Linked DNA regions of Mus musculus: regions 1 and 2 are each linked to region 3. The links are chromatin contacts, called in public Hi-C and promoter capture Hi-C maps. All regions are on one chromosome and are shown on one strand. Each heading gives the region's core, a stretch centred on a gene start, on an enhancer-like site or on the middle of the called end of the contact. The rest is flanking DNA. Distances are from core to core; before and after follow the strand shown. Region 1 overlaps Gm20755 (predicted gene, 20755). Region 2 overlaps Gm20755 (predicted gene, 20755). Region 3 holds the start of Spata5 (spermatogenesis associated 5).

The links. Promoter capture Hi-C pulls out the DNA fragments that hold promoters and counts their contacts. A called contact is a pair of places that touch in the nucleus more often than the background predicts.
Region 1: a contact with region 3 is called in a Hi-C map of uterus, with 2.6 times the contacts expected there. The contact joins the enhancer-like site here to the promoter of Spata5 in region 3. A contact is called at or near these places in 3 of 39 promoter capture datasets (the 3T3-L1 cell line and hippocampal neurons), 2 of 484 Hi-C or Micro-C datasets (muscle stem cells and uterus) and 4 of 115 datasets of contacts at active chromatin or transcription factors (the 230-238 cell line, large pre-B cells and pro-B cells).
Region 2: a promoter capture Hi-C map of hippocampal neurons shows a contact between it and region 3, with 3 times the contacts expected there. The contact joins the enhancer-like site here to the promoter of Spata5 in region 3. A contact is called at or near these places in 8 of 39 promoter capture datasets (3T3-L1-derived adipocytes, the C10 cell line, the HPC-7 cell line and 4 more), 1 of 484 Hi-C or Micro-C datasets (uterus), 5 of 115 datasets of contacts at active chromatin or transcription factors (acute myeloid leukemia, embryonic limb bud, large pre-B cells and 2 more) and 2 of 9 other capture datasets (adipose tissue and macrophages).

Annotation. Positions count from the first base shown.
Region 1 is chr3:37,934,976-37,937,675 of GRCm38.p6, reverse strand. Gm20755 (predicted gene, 20755) reads right to left here. Exons shown (of 4, transcript NR_040559.1): 2 at 2,232-2,320. Among named protein-coding and RNA genes, the nearest start is that of Gm20755, 38 kb to the right of the region's middle. Within about 2 kb of position 1,300, at least 54 of the 459 cell types and tissues checked have an H3K27ac peak or open chromatin away from gene starts, as enhancers often do. A contact at or near this core is called in muscle stem cells and uterus, where this site is marked.
Region 2 is chr3:37,961,692-37,964,391 of GRCm38.p6, reverse strand. The region is part of intron 2 of Gm20755 (predicted gene, 20755); the gene reads right to left. Among named protein-coding and RNA genes, the nearest start is that of Gm22899, 32 kb to the left of the region's middle. Within about 2 kb of position 1,446, at least 41 of the 459 cell types and tissues checked have an H3K27ac peak or open chromatin away from gene starts, as enhancers often do. A contact at or near this core is called in pancreatic cancer cells, where this site is marked.
Region 3 is chr3:37,418,421-37,421,199 of GRCm38.p6, reverse strand. Spata5 (spermatogenesis associated 5) reads right to left here and starts at 1,250. Exons shown (of 16, transcript NM_001163511.2): 1 at 700-1,250. The coding sequence starts at 859. It overlaps Nudt6 (nudix (nucleoside diphosphate linked moiety X)-type motif 6), which reads left to right and starts at 1,604. Exons shown (of 5, transcript NM_001291044.1): 1 at 1,604-1,858. The coding sequence starts at 1,630.

The DNA of each region.
Region 1 (2,700 bases), core at 51-2,550, 520 kb before region 3:
GTCTGAGGCAAGACCAATGTGCGGTGAACTTCTGGCTTTGCAGGCTCTGTGGAGAGGATGCAGGGGTGTGTCGCTTCGTTTGTTTGCTTGTTTTTGCTTCATGCTGTGCTGACTCTTGGCTTCTCCTTAGCTGAGTTTCCCAGTCTCCCTGAGCTTCCCATCCCCTCCCCCCTCGGAATGCATTAACTCCTAGGATGCAGATGCTAACTTTGTTAGGCATCTTCGATCAGCGCTTGACTTTTACATTAGAGTTTGAATTCTACCTCATCAGAGCTTGGCTATGACTTGAGACAATAGGTTATCCATACTCCAGCAGAAAGACTTGACAAGGAACACACAAGCACACACACACACACACACACACACACACACACACACACAAACATACAATAGATGGCGTGTGTGGCAGCTCAAGCTCTTTATCCAGTGCATTAAGATGACTTAGGAAGTTGGGGGTGGGGGGAATTCCATCCCTCATATAGACATGCAATAATAGTCTAATAATCTAATCTAACAAGTTTGACCCCCAGTAGGAAATAGTCAAAAAAGGACTTTCATGGAAACTGTGAAAAGATAAAGAAACAGTATGGTGGCCAGGAGAGTACACTTAGGAGTCAGTCCCTACTCAGCCACTCATCAGACATGTGACCTTGGGCAAATTCTGTGATGTTACCCTGCCTAGAAGTTCGCTTTAAGAAGGGGGATGCTACTGACAGAAACTGCCAGGCATCGGTCTCATAAGGATTAAAGGGATTATTAGCTCATCAGCAGTCCTTAGAATGGTGCCTAGTATTCAATAACCCGGAGAGAGGCTAGAGAGATGGCTCAGTGGTTAAGAATCCTTCCGGATCTCGAAGGGGACCTGATTTCAGTTGCCATGACTCATGTCAAGCATCTCACAGCCACCTGTAATTCCAGCTTCAGGGAAACTGACATGAGCTTCTGGGCTCCACTGGGCACCTACACTCATGGGCATGTACCTCCCAACCCCCTCCACATGTGTGATTTGAAATAAAACAAAATAAAATAAACAGCTGGATATTAATGCTGTTGAGTGGTCACTAAATACAGCCTGCAAAATCCCCGGCTCCAAATTCTTGCGTTAGATCCTTGACTTGAGGCTATTAACATTTAACCAGAGGATCGTAAATAAACTGAACTATGGTTAAACCCATCCTGTTAATGTGTCTGTTCCTGAGAAAATACAAACGCACATAAAAATGGAATGTCTTGGACCGTGTCTGGGAGGGAGGGATGAGCAATGAAAAGACGAGATGATTTGCTAAGGCTGCCGAGGCCGGACACAAACGTTTCTGGGCTCATCCTTGGTCCATGCCAGCACAGCTCTTAAAGCACAGGACTGAAATGACCTGCCTCCCACAGAGGAAGTGATTTTAGGGTCCAGGTTTCTGAGCATACTTTGGCATTCACGTCCTGGCTCCTGTTCTGATTCTTCTTCCTTCGTAATTACATGCCCGCTGTCAGCGCACCCAGCAATGATCCTTAATTACCTCCTCTTAATTACATACCTGCCGCCAAGGTGTGCCAGTTCCCCTTTGCCGTCCTCAGTCAGTTGGTCGATATTAGCCAGAAAGACGCACAGCAGCCCCAGGAAGGCTCCCTAGGAGCCTGTGGGTAGGAGGACAAGCTGGGGGATGTGTGTGTTTAATTGTCTTTCTTTTCTGGTTTTACTTTAAATGCTAGAACTTTCTCAGCCATGTTACAATGTGGTTTTGTTTTTGTTTTATGACTCGTCTGACTTTTTAAAAGATAACACAGGCAAAAGCCTCAGGGTACTTTCTAGATGTCCGATGCGTATTTGTTTATAGCATTCCAAAATATCATACATAGAGTTAGGTATTTCCACTGACTTTCTAACATCTTCCTCTTTTTATTGGCTGGAGATCAACTATAAAAGTCAGCACACACCAAAATACAGAGCTTCCTTTTAAATACAGAGAGAGAGAGAGAGAGAGGGAGAGAGAGAGAGAGAGAGAGAGAGAGAGAGAGAGAGAGAGAGAGAGAGAGAGAGAGAGAGAGAACTACAATTGTGACGTGCATTGTAATCTAAATGAAATTCCACCCCAGCAGCTGTTCTCCCAGAACAGACTTGTCCCTGATGACGCCCAGGTCTCAGGCCCAGAGCTGAACAGGAAGCTGGCTTAAGAATGGATGCACCTTTGAAAGTGGCAACCTGCCAATTGGAAGACAAACGTCCCCTTTCAACTGACCTCCGGTTGTGACAGTGTGCATACTTGGGGTACATTGACTATTCAGGGTATTGGAGAGGGTGGTTTCTGCCATCTGCTGAATTCTGCCTCTAGATAGGGAAGGAAAAAAGTATAAGAAATTAAATCACTGTAGGAAATATTAAAAAGTCGGGCTTTTTAAAACACATCGTTATGAAAACAAAACCTCCCTGAGACCCTGCTCTCTGGGTTGTGTGCATGTTTTTAGCTGTGTTTTCCTTTCAGTAACTTTCATTGCCTCTTGTGTTTCCATTACCAGTGGGCTTCCTAACATCTGTTTTCCATTTTTATTTCATTTCCACTTGTGACCTTTGGCCTAATCTTTGTGTTTGGAAAAACACAGGAATTAAAGTTGACATTATCTCCTCTGCTCTCTCCAAGCTGCAAGCACACGGCTTTAACCTTGTGTCGAAGGCAGTATTTACAGCCAGAGAATCAATGTGTTGCCGAA
Region 2 (2,700 bases), core at 197-2,696, 540 kb before region 3:
TGCCAGCATTCTGTGTTCCTGTGATCCTGCCATGGGCAAGCATGTCAGGTTCTAGCAGAAATATGATAAGCCAACACCGACTTTGGATTTTCATCACATTTGTTTCAATTTCTAATTAAACTCAACTCCAGCGCCTTCTGTAGACACTAACTCCAGGGTGCAAAGAAAATCGTGTGTGGAGAATGTAACAGATGGTTTTGCAAGCTGATAACCCAAGTTCCCGGCTCTAACTTCAAAGTATGTATAGTCCAAGCCTCTTGTGATTGGCCTGCAGTTGGTATAATTTAAATATTTTGAAGTCTTCAGTTTAAAATATAAACAGAAAAGAAAGACGATTCAATGTCTTATGTTTCTGGAGATTTCTTATTTGAGTCTGAGGACAGGAATAATCATATTCACTACAGAGTAACGCTCCTACCAGCATAATCCTCACTTTTACAAACCACATCATAAGCATTGTTTTTCAAAAGCTTAGATTAGCATGAGCTGACACGCTTAACATCTCCAGGACATCTAAGAGTCAGTCAACAAACTGAAGCTGTCGAGCGAGTGTCGGCCCTTGTGGTAGAGAAGGTTAGTCTGATGTCTGCTCCTAAGGAATCCAAGAACAGCAGAAACCAAGCACATCATTCAGAGAGGACTCTGATAAAAGAATCACAAATTATTGACTTGTTTTATACACACTGATTAGCCACCAGTCACATTAACATTTGTGTCCCAGACCCCAAGAAAAACAACACATTAGACCTGAGCCTGTCTGCTGCCCTTATGCCCAGGGAGTACGGGCTCTGTTGAGAATGGATCTCATACTGGCCTGGTACTGGCTACACAGCCTAGGCTGGCTGGCCAAGGAATCCCAGCGATCTTCATGTCTCAGCCCCTGCAGTACTGGATTTACAAGTGGGCGCCACGAAGGCTGGCTTATGTGTTCTTGGATGGAAGCTTGGGTCTTCATACTTTCAAAGCAAATACTTTAGTGCTGTACTAACTATGCCTTCTCTTAATAATTTAAATGTGTCTCCTTTAATATACTCTAACTTCTCTGGTTTCGCCATATCCTTCCTCCCCACTCACTTGTCTTTTTAACAGGTAATTGGGTGTCTTCCTCATCAGAATTATGCTTATGCATTTCCAGATTCCCCTTGTATTGCTTCTTCCTGCCAACTTCTTAGTTTACTCCCCTGTCAGTCTTTTCTCTGGATCATCCTGTTTCTTCCCGCTCAGTGACTGTTTGCTCTAGTCCAGGTGCGCTGCTATAGCTTAGAATGTCTGAAACAATGAGCCGGCGGGTCCTTCCTGGGAAGGCACAAAATGCTGGAGGCAAGCCATAGACCTCGGAGTGCCTTCCTTCACACACTCACGTGCCAACCTCACCATTACTTGTTCTGTTTGTAGAAGTCTCTTGGTTAGAACTTCATTTGTCTTCCACAGTGCAAACAAAGGAGAGTCGATTCCTTTGCATTATTCATGTTAGCTGTGCAGGTGAAGCTCTCTCTTAACGCATGCACTTGAATCAGTGGGAAACACTCCTGGCTAGATATGTGCAATATTGAGAGGCAAGGTTTTATACCCAAAAGACAAGGCTGTATCTTTGATGCCTGAATCAACAAATGGCTGGCTCTGCCTCAACGAGGAAATGCCAGATCCTCTCTAATAAAATGTAACACTGTGCAAAGTATCAGCTGGTGTCCACCTGCTGGATTCATTATCCCACCTAATGGTTTTTGCAGGTAACTCAGCAGAGGGACCTAAAATTATATATATTTGTTCTCAGGTTTTAAATGCGCCAAAGCAGTCAGTTTTCCGGTATCTGAGTTGACCCAAGAGCTGAATGGTCCCTGTGTTAATGAGTAATAAATACTCGTGGCTGAGCCTCGCTCTGGTCAGGTGCCAAGGAAATCATCTACTGCCTGGAACCACGCAGGCATTCTCCTTACATACCTCTGATGCAAGCAGAAAAAATGCCTAATCCTTTATAAGTGCAGTAATCCGCGAAACCCAGATAAATATAAAAGGAGCGATAACCACGATTTTAAAGCAAATGATGAAATAGGTTCCCTGTCAATCATATTCTCTGCTGGGGACCAAGTGGAATGTTGATCCAATCATATCCTGACACGTAGAAGCCTCTGAGGAGAGGACAAAGAGACTATGTGCTCACATCATCTCAGCATGGTGTGACTTCTCACTCGCTGTTCTTCATGATGTAGCTGGGCTGGAGAAACAGAGAAGAGATGTCATCTGTGTGCTATGTTGCTGTCTTCAACCTCTGTCCATTCCTGTTTCTTTTCTGCTATACTGTTACTACAGTTGTAGCCAGAGAGAAATCTCAAAGTTGAATAATGAAAGGGTTATAACCAGATACTATAAGATGGATAGCTACTTCTTCAGACCTTACTTATACAAAGTAAATGCATGTTAATAGATCTTAGTAAGTCTGCTAATTACTCGATTATTAATGAAGAAATAAAATCATAGCCTTTTTAAAAGAAAGAGGGTACTAAGACTTTATGAAAGCATACTGCTTATGCGGGAGGATGCTTAGCAGGTAAGAGCGTGGGCTGTGTAAGCATTCAGACTTGAGTTTGGATCCCAACACTCAAGTAAACAGCCAGGCATGGACATACACAACTGTAGCCCTAGCATTGTGTGCAACAGAGACAAGAACATTGCAGGGCTTGTTAGTGGCCAACCTAGTCT
Region 3 (2,779 bases), core at 1-2,500:
ATCATACAAGCTAAAAGGTTTACCAAGTAGCTCATTTTTCAGACGTGAAGTCTGTCCATTCACCAAGCCAACAAAACTCATCTCAGACAAACAGCTCCGGAATCAAAGAGACCTGTACTCCAACACGGACTCTGCCAGCCACTGGTGCCTGGGTACCTGATATGCGACTCCGTTAGCCTTTTCTGATCTGTGAGATGGGGACCTGACCTTTCCGTACTCATTTTGACCACAGTTTCTGTGAAAAACCAGAGGAGCGGCACACGTGACGGGATAACTTAGGACTAACACCAGGGTGCGACTAGTCAACAGCAGTAACTAAACGCTGCCGTTGTCCCTACAGCCAGAGCGCTGTTAGGCAGTACGCGTTCATCGTCACAAGTTAGCGTTTGAGCGCAGGCTAGGCTCACTAGGTAAGAACCGTTTTTGCCGGGCTGACTGGACAGTGAGTCTCCAAGGAGCCAAGGCCACCTCGAGGGTTGCTAGTCAAGGTCCCGTGGCGTACGCCATCGCCAGTGCTCCCGAAGTACGTATGAAAGAGGAAAAAGTAAAAAGGCAATCCTCAACTTTTTGCAAAGAGGGCCGGGCGGGCGCCTCGGGCCGGGCCGCCTGGCGGTCCGCGGGCTCCCGCGTCACGCCCACCTCCACACGCCGCGCTCCCCTCAGGCGCCTCAGCCCCGCGGCTGCCCGCGCTTTCCTCACCTTTCTCAAGGAAGTTGGTCACCACCAGCATCCCCGGCGCCGCCGGGCTCGGCTGGGCGAAAGGAGTCGAGGTCCCTGAGCGGGACGGAGCCGCAGAGAGCGAGGGCGAGGCGCCCTCCGCGCCCTCCTTCTGCCGCTTTCGGTTCTTCTTGGAAGACATGACCGCAGGCTGTCGGAGAAAAGCAGCCCCGAGCCGGCTCAACGTGCGCGGCACGGGGATCAAACTTCCGGGTCAGAGGTCAGCGGCGCGGCGCGCACGCCGTAATGCTCCGCGTAGAAGCGCCACCCACGAGGCGGAGGCGGAGAGCGAGGGTCTCGCAAGACACCGTTTCGGAAAGAAAGAAGGGCTAGGCGTAGGCACCGCCGTTGACGTTATGAACCCTTGAAAAGTGGACTTCGGCTGTTCCGCTGCTTTGCCTAGTCCCGAAGCGAATGTGGTTGGGCTTAAAGTAACAACAACAAAATCCGAAAGTTTCTCCTCTCTGTTCCAGACCCGTCGAGGACAGTCAGCTCCACTAAGCTCTACCAAATGGCAAGTCCAGCTCAAGCTTAGCGGGTGGAGACACGTTTCGAGAGTTTACGGTCGGCCCTCCTCCCAGCGAAAAGGGGCGGAGCGAGCTCCGGAAGAGGCCTGAGAGTGTTCGCCGCGAGATGGGGCGGGGCGATCGCCGGAAAGAGGTGAGGTTGCACGGGGTCACGAGAGTGGGGCGGGAAGGGGCGGGGCGTGCTCCCTGGAGGAGACAAGGCTACGTCAGGCGATGTGGGCGGGGCGGGAAGGGGCGGGGCGTGCGCCCAGGATGAGACCAGGCTACGTCTGGCGTGGTAGACCGGGCAGGGCTGGAAGGGGCGGGGCGTGCGACAGGGAAGAGATGCTACGTCAGGCGATGTGGGCGGGGCGGGAAGGGGAGAACGGAAAGGCTAGGTGCAGCCATGTGGTGGGTGAGGAGGACCCGCTACTGGTTCTCCACATTGCTTTACGCGGGCGGAGCCAGGCTCCGGCCGGGGCGGCGCACAGCCTCGGGCGGCCTGGAGACCCCGGGCTCCTGCGGGGCCGAGCTACAAGGCGAGCTGGACAGATTTGGGGGCGTCTCGGTGCACTTGTCGCGGCACCATACGTTGCACGGGCTGGATGCCGCCGCCTTCCGGAGGCTCTTGCAGGGCAAGTGCGGGTCTCGGGCCCCGGAAACCAGGGCGGAGCGTGTGGGCTCTGAGGTGAAAGCTGAAAGGACACCCAGCGGTCCTCTCGCTGTGACCTGGAAGTGCCCTCAGCCACGTCCCGGCCCGAACCCTGAATGCTTGCCCCTGAGACTGACACGGGATTCGCAGCGCCTAGCACGGTGTCGGCCACGCCTTTAACTCTTAGTAAACACTGACAGCCTCACTGTGTGCTACCTTGCAACCTTAGTTTTGCTGCTACTTGGATTCTGCCACATGCTTTGCCAAGCAAAACGGTTTCCTAACCGGGATGGGTGCCAGTGCTTGCATCTACCCACAGAGCTTTGCAGTTTTCAGTAGGAACACATCACTGGTACATCACTGGCTTTGAACGGTGAACCCAGTTATCTGAAAGGATGCTTGTGTGAAGGAGTCCCCCTCACTTTGGGATAAGTGTCTGATTTGTTAGAACAGCCTGTTTTTCAAACTGAAGGCATAGCATGGAAATTTAGCATGGAATGGAAAAGATCCTTTCACATAACCAGGAAACCACAAATGATCTTTATTCTGTGAGCAACAAACACGGCAAGTTAGCGACTCTAATGCTGTTTAATCTTCAAACAAGGCTATTTAACATCATCTCTCCTGCTTATAAGTGCTTAGACTTCAACACTTTCACCAGTAGGAGAATCGAATCAGTTCATCCTCTGATATGTGCACGTATATGGATGGGCACAGGCATTTGCCATACTTAGATAGTTTTTCCCAGTGGGAGATGATAATCTAAGCACCACTCCAGAAGTGTATTGGATCTTGAAACAAGTCCAAGGTTCGAGTTCAAGATTGTGTTACGAACTTTTCCAGGTATTCATTAATCAAATGACCACTAAAAAGACTTCTAATGCTAGCCAGCTCTGAATACTGG